Regions from separate parts of the Mus musculus genome. Here regions 1, 2 and 3 are each linked to region 4. A link is a contact called in public HiChIP or PLAC-seq and promoter capture Hi-C data. All regions are on one chromosome and are shown on one strand. Each heading gives the region's core, a stretch centred on a gene start, on an enhancer-like site or on the middle of the called end of the contact. The rest is flanking DNA. Distances are from core to core; before and after follow the strand shown.

Region 1 (2,866 bases), core at 319-2,818, 1.1 Mb after region 4:
GAGAGCTTGTTCTAACCCCCCCCCTTTATGGATATTACCATCCATGAGTTTTCAAGTCTCAGATATGCAGACTACCTTAGTGTTAGCCTATAACCTAGGCAAACAACATAGCAATAAAATAAAATAAAAATAAAACGGATAAAAAAGGCAATAAGTATACAGTAGAGACACAACTCACAACTCCTTTTCCAAATATGTTCAACCCATGGTTCATTACATCCATAGATTTAGAAAACCAACTCTAAAAGCAGTATTAAAAGAAAATAATGAAGTAATTATCATTCCAAACTTCCTTTGTTTGTTTGTTTGTTTGTTTAGATGTGGTCTCTGGAAAACTTGGACTTTTCCCCTAGAACAAGCATTTGGCAAATGAGCAAGCGAAGAAAGACTGCATTTATTTCTCATATGTGGAAGGTGTGTGTGTGTGTGTGTGTGTGTGTGTGTGTGTGTGCTATTTGAAAGGAGGGGGTGAATCTATTGGGGTGTTGAAGACAGAGTAGTAAGTATGAGCATAGTGTAATGATGTATATGTATGAACATATCATTACCTTGTATGCTAGGAAAGCAAAGTAGTGGAGACATCTAAGGCCTCCATGCATGTTACACTAAACTGTGGTCTTAGATGCCAAAGGAAACTGAGTTAAAATCCAATCTGCTACTTCCTGGTTATAAGCCTGCAGGAGACACAGCATCAGTGCCAGCCTCAGTTTCCTCACCTGAACACAGGATGCAGAAAAACACCATGGTGTTAAAAATATTGAATGGTTACCATATATGCCACGTGCTGAAAGATGACTGATGGGGTGAGCACGGAACCTGTGGCTGCCTCTGCAGCCTGGCAGGTCTAACAAATCAAACCCAGAGAATGCACCTCAGCTGCAAGCCTAGTGGGCCAAATCTCCAAGATCTTTGCATGGTTGTTCCTCTATGCAGCTTGACCCAAGATTTCTTTCAATTAAGTTGATTGGTGCTAGTTGGTATAATTCTGGCATATTCTCCACAGTTGTCTGTTTTCTTATGGTTGACCACTGAGTTGTATTAGCCTGTAGGAACTTGTCTGTAGCCACTTCCTTTTCATACAGCCATGGTCTGTAATGACTTATGTCCCAGACCTGACACTTCTGCACAGCACAGCCAGAGGGAGATCATACAGGCAGATGTAGGTGACAACCGCAAGGCATTATGGGATCCCTCTCAGGTCTTGTTCATTTATAAACACCACCCAAGGAATGTGCTGGCTTTCTCCTTTCTTTCATTCTCCTCTCCTGCCTAGACCCCACCAAAAAATAAATAAAGAACAGAGGCAAGATCTGTTTTGTTTCAACTTTTAAAAGCCTTTGAAGGTGTAAGTATTTGTGAACAATAAAAAAAAAATGCATTTTGTTCTCTTAACTGCTGCTCGGGTGGTGAAGCACTTCCCCCTCAACTCCTCATAGAGAGGGACAGGGTGCCAGTGTGCCTTATGGAGGACTCTGGCCCTTTCGTACCCTGCCAGGAGGGCCCTCTGATTGGGCTCAGCTAAAGTACAAAGTCCGCTGTAGAGCTTGCAATAAACAAAGGCAATGAGTCACAGCAACAGCACCAGCACTGGCAAAGGAAGTCTTCACTGTCTGGCCCCTCCCTTGCTGGAGTGTGGGTGGGGACCAGGGAAAGGAACCCACAGAGGAAGACTTCTTGTCTATAATGGATCCCAGATGCCAAGGGCTGAGCTCTGATATTCTCCAGTCCTGAAGCACCTAGGCTTTGATTTTGATTTTATTTTGTATGGGTCGAAGGACAGAATCCGTATGCATGGGCCTCAGATCTCAAGCTGACAGTTTGACATTAAATAAAGCATTAAACCCAAATGTTAATTTTTCCCCAGTGTGCCTGCGTGTGGTCTTACCTCCCTCTCTGCCCTATGGCTCTCAACTCCCTCTTCTAAGGCTTCTTTATCTACCACTTTTTAAGGTTACAAAGAGGTTGATGCTCTTGGCTATGCATTCCTCAACCCAAGGATGAGAAGGCAGGGCTGACAGTATTTCTATAGTGTTCCTCCCTGTGGATGAAATAAAGCTTGAAATATGTTGGATTTTAGTCCCAACCTCAATTGTCATCATTTCTGGTCCAATCTAATAGTGGATAGCATGAAAATCTAATCTGTGCTTTAGAGAAACAATATACTGACTCTTTCTCTTTCTCTTGCTATATAGAGAAAAGCAAAGCAAAGATGTTTTTGTTTTTGTTTTTACTTACAGGTAAAACTATTTCGCTGTATACTAAAAATGTATAACTTCTAGGATCTAGGGCTGCCCTGGTTTGCTTGTTATACTAGACTGTCAAGTCTCCACTCATTTCATTTATCAGTGGCTAAAGGCAAGGACTCTGAAAGAAGGCCAGTTTGAACCATTGTGGTTAGCAAAGCCCTTCCAATCCACCTTATAGATGGGAGATCCATGAGGATTCTGATGAAGCACAGACCCACAATATTCTCCTTTTGATCTGACGGACACTGGATCTCCATCAAGACAAGGGGGCTTTGCAGGAACGCAGAAGCCAAGCTGACTTCCAGATGGGAGGGAAATGCAAGTGCCACCTGGGAATGCTGATGGTCTGGTTTGGTCATTAAGAAACCCTCTGCTAACAGAAAGCTTCCATCTGAGCCGTTAAGAATTTACTAGTTTTGTCTCTCAACCCCTACTGCGGGAGACCCCTGAACCTTTATTTTTCTCCCAAGGCTGTCCTGGGTTTTCTTCTTTAACATTGGCCCTGATTTATGCTATGTCCACATTTCCCTGGATAGTACCATCTTTTGAGTTATACATCATCAGAGTGACTCATTCTGATGATGTATGGCCCCAATACATCATCAGAGCTCCTTGCTCTG
Region 2 (2,846 bases), core at 116-2,615, 1.0 Mb after region 4:
CAGACCCAGATGCATCTGCATATGGGAAAGAAGCCATTTTTTTCAAGTACCTGAATGTATTATGTTACATCTGGAAGTGAGAGCATACTGAAACGGGGAAGGCAGAGAGAGTAGAAAGGCTTTGATATTGTAATAGTGTCTTCTCATGCTGTCCTAAAACGACATCTATACTACTGTTGAATTAGATGCCAGTGTTGGGGTGCTGTGTGGGTTTCTGGTTACATAACAAATTTGTTATGAACAAATTAATATGAGACTTACTGTTTTGAAAGAAAATAAATAAACATTTAATGAGAATTATGTTGGTGGCCTTAAAATGTCTTTTCTATCACCTGCCTCCTTGATACCCTCTTTATCAGGAAATGCCCGTTCATGGCCCTTGTTTGTTTCTTTGTTTGTTACTTTTAGAATATCACTTACTTTTCTTCCTATATGTTTCTCAAATTTTTTAAAGCAATAGGACTGAAGCAGTTCTGGCTCACAGTGTGAGTTTTCCCCATCCACTTAGGACTAGAAGACCAGTATTCATGACACACTGAATACTGTGTCATGACCTGCCTTCATATTGCAAAATATGGAGGAGAGGAAGTTGATCTCCAACTTATGCCATTGTTTCCATGTGAGCACCTTCAAAACTGATGTGAAAAATTCTTTCCTTCTTAACTTAATTCCTGTCTCCCTGTATCACGTTTTCTAATATACACACACTGCAGATCCCAGGGTAGCACCGCTGACCCCATCGAGGTGGCAATAGGAGGTGCTAATCTGTATTATTGTCTTTTTACCTTGTCTGTATTTTGTAGAAGAGACAAACAAACCAACATACTTTCATCTTGAACTGGCCCCACATAGGATGTCTATTCTTGGACGTAAGTTTCCATGCTTTCTTAATGAAAACCATGCAGGGAAGTAGAGGCAGCTCTCAGGCTGACACCGCATTTGAGTTAAAATCTGGCATCTTGACATCATTGACAAGTCTGACAGCTGGAGCAGCAATCACCTCATCACATCTCAGCCGTGGCTCTCCTGGGTTTTGGCATCCCTCCTGCCTAAATTTTTATCAGATGAGCACTTTTGCTTGGCAAGTCTTTTAAATACCTTCAACTTGTTTTATCTCTGCACTGTAGCCCTTTGGCCTTCATGTCATTTCTCACGTGTATGACTAGAGGGCATTCAGAACAAATTATTTAAGAATGCAGTTTCAGAGAGCCACCTTTCCCCCTTCTCCCATTTCCTTCCTCTCCCAAAACACCCCAGTTTTTCTCCCGGGGGGACCTGCATGGGCATTTATGCATTTCCTAGAATCTGCTTAAAGGTCTTGTAAGTCAGAACCACTGTTGTGAACTTGGGGTGTGACTCCCCAGGAATAACTCGGCCTGGGCTCAGCCTTCAGCACTGTTTTCTTTGGCTTTGCTTCATTCACAATAATCAAGGCCATGGGGTTGCAACCAGCATCAGCAAACGTCAAAGGCGGCTCATAAATTCCAGTCAAATACAGTGTTCAGGGGCTCCTTACATGAGTGGCAGCTCTAGGTCCTCTGAGACTCTGCTGTGATCTCAGCAATGGTGGGGTTTCTTCAACTTCAGCCTTCAGTTCAGCTGAAAAATTAAACGTGCCGACAGAGTAGACCTCAAGAGTCAAGTGACAGAACACAAGCCAGGTTCAGGTGCCACCTGTGGTAAGACTCCCCTGCCTGGCACATGGAGCCTTTTAGAGTTTGCTTTCAGTTGTCCTCTGCTTTTGTCAGCTGGCCAAGGATTTACCCCTCCACACCTGTAAAACTTCTTCATGTGCTCAAGGTTGAAGAAAGATGTATGTTAGTAACGTAAATCTTTGCAAAGTAAAATTAATAATAACACTGGTTACAATACTTTCTTAAATAGAAGGATAAAACAACAGCAACAACAAGAACAACAATCCTGTAAGAGTTTTAATGGGGAAATAAGTGGATATCTTTTTCTTCCTGGGTCAGAGTTTATCCTTGTTTAATTAATTAATTAATTAATTAATTTGTTGCTGTTGTTGTTTTCTTCATCAGAACCTGTAGCAAAAAATGGCCCTCTTCTAACTCTTGGCCTTTCTTCGGTTAGGGATTAGGGAGACTGGTTCTCCAGTGAGTAGAAAAATAGTGAGCTATTAACTAAGTTGTTCCCTACACGCAGCCAATTGGATGGCTCTGAAATAGTTGTTGAAAGGCTGTGTGCTCCAATGGGGAGAGTAAGAAGCAGCATTAGCATATGCATGGAGCATCATGTCCTCATCTTTCTCACAGATGACTGGAAGATGCCATTAACAGCCCACCAAGCATCACTCTTCCATTTCTCTTTGTAGAAAAAGGTTTGTTGAGAAGTAACTTTTGTCCAAGTAAATTCACTCATTGAGAGTGAAACAGCTCAGTAGCAGACAGAATGTTTAACAGAGCTGTAAAAGTGTCAGGATTTTCTCATCTTTGAACATTTTTAACACCACAGCCCATAAGAAAGCCCATTTCCATGAGCCTCTCCATGTACCTCAATCCCCAGTGTATCAACTGCTCACATCTTCATTGTCTGTTTTAAATAGCTCACATAAATGGCAGCATTCAATGTGGTCTCAGATGACTGGCATCTTTTACTCAGTGCGACATTCTCAACATCCATCCATGTTACAGTGTATGAATGACTGTCCCATTTATTCTTAGAGATGAGCAGTCCACTGCATGGATATGATGCCTCTTATACATTCATCCATCACTAGACAGAGCCGTTACGTTTCTGCATGTTTTTCTAAGTGCCGAACACTCTACTTTTGTTTTAGACATTTCAGTTTGAATTAATCTAAAAGTGCTGATATATGAGAACAAAGC
Region 3 (2,717 bases), core at 68-2,567, 1.5 Mb after region 4:
TTGGTTAAAGCACTTGACTTAAGCAGAAAATCATTTGATATGAGAAGGTGTCATAATCTCAGAAAACATACATTCCTGGGTCATTTTCACACTAAGGATCACATAGAAAAGGGGGAAGAACAGGAGTTTCCTACCTTATTTTGAAGTTGTATTTATGTGTGTATGTGTGTGGGTGCATGCATGCCAGCCTGTACATACACATCCAAGTGTAGTGCCCACAGAGGGTATCTGATACCCTGATACTGGAGGTACAGACAAGTTCTGAGCTGCCTCATATAGGTGCTAGAAACTGAATCCACGTCCTCTGTAAGAGCAGCATGTTCTCTTAAATGCTATACTGTCTCTCTGGCTTGGAAAACTATTTCAGTTTTTATACTGCAATACTTTGACCAAGTTGATAGAAAATCTAGGGTACTACCTTTGCAAAGATTACAAAGTAGGTTCTGTTTTTAGAAGCTATTGATATCAATGTATATGAAAGTTTGAAGTGTTTGAAGTTGAGAAAGCAGTATATACCAGTAGATAGAGCCATGAGCTAGCATCGTGTGGTAAACTGGCTCTACCAATCCCCAACCACCTGGACAGGCCAAAATAAGAATCTTTAGTAACTTCTTGCTCTCAAAGAATGACAGATGCCATTCATTTTGTTTTGGTCAGAGATCGTAGCTTCTTTGCCCTTATGAAAATTTCCAGGTGCATTAAAAAAAGCATACTTATTCTCTGGTCAAATAAAAATTAATTTCAATAAAAATGTTTGCCTTGCCTAGAGGGATGGCTTGCTCAGAGTTTAAAAGCACTCGATGCTCTTGCAAAGGGCCATTTCTAGCACCCATATTGGGAAGTTCACAACTACTTGTAAGGCCAACTCCAGGAGATCTAATACCCTCCTTTGTCTAACTAGCCTCTGCAGGCACTGTATGCATGTAGTTAAAAACACAGACCATCAGATGCACACACAAACATATTTAAAAACCAAAAAAGAAAGAAAATAGATAATTAAAGAAAAAAATGTAAAACTTACAACCCCAAAAGGGCTATGAAAACTGAGCGGATTCACATAATCTAAAGTCCAAGACAAAATACCCATCATATTGATTCAATGGCAACTCCTGGGTCTGTACTCCTGCAAGCAGAGTAGTTGCCGGAAAGTTTGAAACTCTTCCTCACTGCTTTGCATGGTATGGCTGTACTACTAAGCAGCAGAGTTAAGTGAATCTGAAGTTATATTCTGTGTTTCTTGCTTGAATTATTACAGTGATGTGGAAGGAGGAGGAGGAGAAAGAACAGGAAGAGGAGGAGAGGAGGAGGCAGCTGGAAGAACATGGAAGCCAGGTGAAGCCTGTGGTGTCTAGGTGCACATAGGAACATATGCAATCTGTTAATAGTTTCTGAAAAGGCCCAGTTTAATATCAACAGGCTTGATCAAGGAGACAGTCTTCATTTCATATCAGTGACAACATCCTGGCAGATGATAGGGGCCAGAGAGAGCCACAGTTTCTCCTGGGTTGTCACATTAAGTCTTGACTGTTGTGGCTTTTGTGGCTCCACACTCTCTGAGCATGGACTCAGTGTGTGTTATGTAATCTTTCTGCCCTGCCTTCCCCTTTGTTCCGTCGATGCCAAGAGCTAAATAAAAGAATCCATATGCGATTACAGCTATAAAACCAAAAGGAAAATATTAGATGAAAATATAACATTTTGGGGTTTCTAAGTTTGTTTTACCTTTAATGCTAGGCAGACAGTTTACACAAATCATTTTGCTGCAAAGTAAAGAGTAATGAGTTAAATGTGTTCCCTGTCACCATCAATCATGTAGGTTTGCCTTTGACTGACCGAGCACATAAGACACATGAAATAACTTTCTAATCGTGTTAGAGGGAGGGGGTAGAGGAAGATGGAGAGCGAGCTGAATCTTCTTGATTTTATTCAGAAGTTCCAGTGACATTTTCTGGCAATCTTCTTACATGCTGCACGGCCTTCTCTTTGCTAATAATGTTTGCCTTGAGAATTTGTAAAGGTCTGAGAACTCTTTAATTCAATGTTCTAGAAATTACCAAGGCCATAGGGGAATGGAATCCCTGTTAATAGCTCATGGCTTCCTTCTCTCTTTACTTGAAATAGTTTGCATGGAAGCTATTCAACTTTAAGTTGGGTATGAGAGATCGTGGGCAGAGATGGTGATGCTGGAGGGGGCAACATCTTGTGGCGAGGCCTCTGATCTAGAGAGACTAAAGTAGGAAGGAAAAGAAAAAAGGATACATGATGGTGTTGGCCCAAATGGGATACTGAGATTTAGTAAATGTACTGCAATTTCAGGGTGTTTATTTTGATTTGTGAATTTAAACAACACAGTGACTATATTTTCTGGCAGTCAAGATGGTTTCTAACCAAATCTAAGCAGCTTCTTTGCAAGCCTTGCCAAGATTAGAAAGCTTTGCATCTCAAGCTTCTACGCTGAGAGGAAGCTCTTTAATTGGGCCAATGAACCACATACAGTAGCAGAGGAAGACATTTCAGAACCCAAATCATACCAAATTGTAAGTCCCTGTTAGTCTGGGCCCCACACCCAGCTATCTAAAACACAGACTGGCTAGGCTAAGCTGAAATCCATTCATTCATTCATTCATTCATTCATTCATCCATCCATACATCCATACATTCATACATCAATGCATTCAAGATGTATTTACAAAGGTCCCTGCAAGTAGCTCTGGCTT
Region 4 (2,762 bases), core at 232-2,731:
GCCGCCGCCACCGCCAGGAATCTCAGAGCTGGTTTTAATGGGCAGCTCCCTCTTCGCCGCCCCTCGGCTTGTCCCCTCCCTCGATTTCGCTACCCGGACGAGATGGACATTTATTCTACGTTTGTCATCTACCGCCTTCCTTCTTTTTTCTCTTCGTCGTTCTTCGTTTTCCCAGCAGGAAAACAAACTGAAACCTTTGGAGGGAGGGAGTGTTAACAGACTTCGGGAGAAGAAACGCAGGCGGTAATGTGGATACCTGCTGAACAGTCAACTCCAGGGATGAGTGGGAGCCTGTATACAAAAAAAATCTTTTCAGAAATTAAGATTTTGCGTGGCGCGGCCACCCGGGTAAGGAAAGTCGATGCTGCAGAAAGTCTGCCCGCCCGCTTGGATTTCCAGAGGTTCAGCAGCAGAGAAACCAGAAGCTAGAAGGGCAACGGAGGCGGTGGCTGCTCGTCCTCGCGACGTGCGCCGGGCTCTCCGCCCTTCCCGGTCACGTGACACCGAAGGACGCTCAGATTGGGGCTTGAGCGGGGGGTCACATGTTTCCCCTGTTTCACACTTCAGCCCCCCCCCCATTCTTGCTTTCGTCTTGCTACTCTCCCCCCCCCCCGCACCCCCTGTTTCTCTGGGCATCTCCACCCCTCCATCAATTGTCAATGTGCCTCGACCGCAATCAATCAGTTATTTGTCAGCTCTTGTCAATCTGCCCGTGATTTATGTCAGCTTTTGTTGCTGATTACAAGGCGGGTGAGACTTGAAGGGAAAAAGAGAGACCTAGAGTGAGACAGAGGAAGGAAGAGACCGAGAAGAAACTGAAGGAGGGGGAAAGAGCAGCAGCCTCCTGGCACCTGTGTGTGTGTTTGTGTGTGTGGAGGGTGTGTAAGAAAAAGAAAGAGGGGAAAGGGGCGTCCACAGTCAGGAAAATGAAATAGTGAGAGTAAAGTGCGCAGGTGCACCCAGGACTCCTAGTCTGGAGCACCGGCCTGGGATGTGCTCACTCCCTCTTGGGGTTGTGGAGACAGACACACCTTCTACCTTTGGGTGCTTCGGTCAATCCGGGTCGCCCAGTTCGGGTCTGCTGAGTACCTAAGAACGACGCTGGAGGCGACGTCTAACGCGGAGGTTTCCCGCCTCTCTGGCATAATCCCTCCCGGGAATGTAACTTGAGGATGTCCAGTTGTCGACCTCGGTAGTGTTCCCACCCCAGACTCGGGAATTTCTTTCCAAAGAGCCATGCCATCAAATATAGCCCGAGTTCTGGAGGTTACTTGTAGAATAAACCTCCTTAATTCTGTGACCCGTGTTCGTAGCGAGAGTTGAATAGCTCAAGAGAAGAGGCCTGACCATGTGCATAGGCAAACAGGTCTCAGGCTCGCTCTCCTCCTCTCCCGGGTCCTTCGCCACTACCCTCCGCTGGCCATCCCGACAGTCCTGGGAGCCGGGACTTAATCGGGCTGCTGGACGGCATGATGTAGACCATCCAGACAGGACTGACCTATGCGGGGAGAGGAGAGGGAAGGAACGCGAGAGGGAGGGGCGGCTGCCTGTGGAAACCGGTTCTTCCAGGGAAGCGGAGCGGGACTTCGGCGTTCCCCTCGATTTGCGCCGTCGCTCGGGCTGTTTGGAAAGAAGAGGGGAGGCGCTGTGCATGCTGACTTGTACCTGGATCTGGGTGCACAGTGCGTATGCACTCCTGTGCCGCTGGGCGACTTCCATAACGTCCGCTCCGGGGTTACTCCCAGAAACTCGTAGAAAGTAGAAGGGGGTGAGAAGAGGACACACCCCCTTGCTCGGAGGGACTTGGGAGACTTTGAATTTCCCCTCCCCCCACTTTTCCGCAGAGCTCTTCTTTTGTTGTCAAGTCCTTTTGATAAATGGTGGGGCTGGGAGAGCTGGGAGCCAGGAGCCGATCTGCGCCCTGCGCAGGGGCGGGGGCCCAGCCTGGAGACCGGGTTCGGACCACCGCGCACCCTGAGCTGAACCGGGCACGCTCAGGGGACTTTTCCTTCTGTTTGCCAGCCTATTTCTTTCCTACCATCCCAGTCCCCCTTCCCTTCTGTTTCTGTCCACGCGGATAACGAGAACTTTCTGGGGTGGGGGTGAGTTATATAATTTTCTCGTAAGTATTCTTTCACAGAGTTTTGATTTTATTCCTTGATTCCTTAGGTTGGCAAAGTTAATGGGATGGTAACTCGATTAATGGTAATTTGGAAAGAAGAGCGGCTGGGGCTGGTGTGTGTGTGTGTGTGTGTGTGTGTGTGTGTGTGTGTGTTAAGAACATTGGCTGTTTGTGATCCTCCTGCGACAATTGAGAAAGGTAAATTTGTGAGACTATGGCAAGATCACAGGCACCTTTGTGAAGGTGCCTGAATGATCTCTGGAGTAAGAAGTCCAGCTTACGTTTTGGCAGAATGGCAACCCCAAACTCTGCCGGGTAAGGTCTCTGAAGCTGCTTGCAGCCTGCGGGGTGTTAGTGCCTGCCGGTGTCTCCCACTGTATGGCTCTAAAGGTGTCACCCTCTGGTCAGCTCCTGTGGTCCTAGCATAGGAAGCTAGGCCTTGGGCCACCTGCCATATTGGCCTCTTTCATAGGCCTGGAGAGTGAGAGTTGACGCTGTGGACAGAACTGAGGAGAGCAGGAGCAAGCGCGGGCCTAGGGTGTCCTCTTCGCTCCGGGGGTTCAGTTTCTAGGCTCAGTTTGTCTCTTTTCCTCCAATTCCAGTAGTTTTCTCATTGCGCTGGGCAGTTCAAGGGAGGCCA

What was found. Promoter capture Hi-C pulls out the DNA fragments that hold promoters and counts their contacts. HiChIP or PLAC-seq counts read pairs in DNA pulled down with a chosen protein or histone mark.
Region 1: a contact with region 4 is called in an H3K27ac HiChIP or PLAC-seq map of the NIH/3T3 cell line, with 17 times the contacts expected there. The contact joins the enhancer-like site here to the promoter of A330001L22Rik in region 4. A contact is called at or near these places in 8 of 39 promoter capture datasets (the 3T3-L1 cell line, the SN4741 cell line, cranial neural crest and 3 more), 7 of 115 datasets of contacts at active chromatin or transcription factors (the NIH/3T3 cell line, astrocytes, embryonic hindbrain and 4 more) and 1 of 9 other capture datasets (embryonic tail).
Region 2: a contact with region 4 is called in an H3K4me3 HiChIP or PLAC-seq map of embryonic limb bud, with 9 times the contacts expected there. The contact joins the enhancer-like site here to the promoter of A330001L22Rik in region 4. A contact is called at or near these places in 2 of 39 promoter capture datasets (cranial neural crest and hippocampal neurons), 6 of 115 datasets of contacts at active chromatin or transcription factors (the NIH/3T3 cell line, embryonic forebrain, embryonic hindbrain and 3 more) and 1 of 9 other capture datasets (embryonic trunk).
Region 3: a contact with region 4 is called in a promoter capture Hi-C map of maxillary cranial neural crest, with 16 times the contacts expected there. The contact joins the enhancer-like site here to the promoter of A330001L22Rik in region 4. A contact is called at or near these places in 6 of 39 promoter capture datasets (the 3T3-L1 cell line, the C10 cell line, cranial neural crest and 3 more) and 5 of 115 datasets of contacts at active chromatin or transcription factors (astrocytes, embryonic forebrain, embryonic stem cells and 2 more).

Annotation. Positions count from the first base shown.
Region 1 is chr14:23,113,518-23,116,383 of GRCm38.p6, forward strand. No RefSeq gene overlaps it. Among named protein-coding and RNA genes, the nearest start is that of Gm10248, 20 kb to the left of the region's middle. Within about 2 kb of position 1,569, at least 52 of the 459 cell types and tissues checked have an H3K27ac peak or open chromatin away from gene starts, as enhancers often do. A contact at or near this core is called in the NIH/3T3 cell line, the SN4741 cell line and fibro-adipogenic progenitors, where this site is marked.
Region 2 is chr14:22,994,341-22,997,186 of GRCm38.p6, forward strand. The region is part of intron 6 of Lrmda (leucine rich melanocyte differentiation associated); the gene reads left to right. Among named protein-coding and RNA genes, the nearest start is that of Gm30783, 63 kb to the left of the region's middle. Within about 2 kb of position 1,366, at least 5 of the 459 cell types and tissues checked have an H3K27ac peak or open chromatin away from gene starts, as enhancers often do. A contact at or near this core is called in embryonic limb bud, where this site is marked.
Region 3 is chr14:23,484,469-23,487,185 of GRCm38.p6, forward strand. The region is part of intron 14 of Kcnma1 (potassium large conductance calcium-activated channel, subfamily M, alpha member 1); the gene reads right to left. Among named protein-coding and RNA genes, the nearest start is that of 5430425E15Rik, 24 kb to the right of the region's middle. Within about 2 kb of position 1,318, at least 3 of the 459 cell types and tissues checked have an H3K27ac peak or open chromatin away from gene starts, as enhancers often do.
Region 4 is chr14:21,987,994-21,990,755 of GRCm38.p6, forward strand. It overlaps A330001L22Rik (a long non-coding RNA gene), which reads left to right and starts at 1,482. Exons shown (of 2, transcript XR_001781181.2): 1 at 1,482-2,762. It overlaps Zfp503 (zinc finger protein 503), which reads right to left and starts at 1,608. Exons shown (of 3, transcript NM_145459.3): 1 at 1,032-1,608; 2 at 1-291.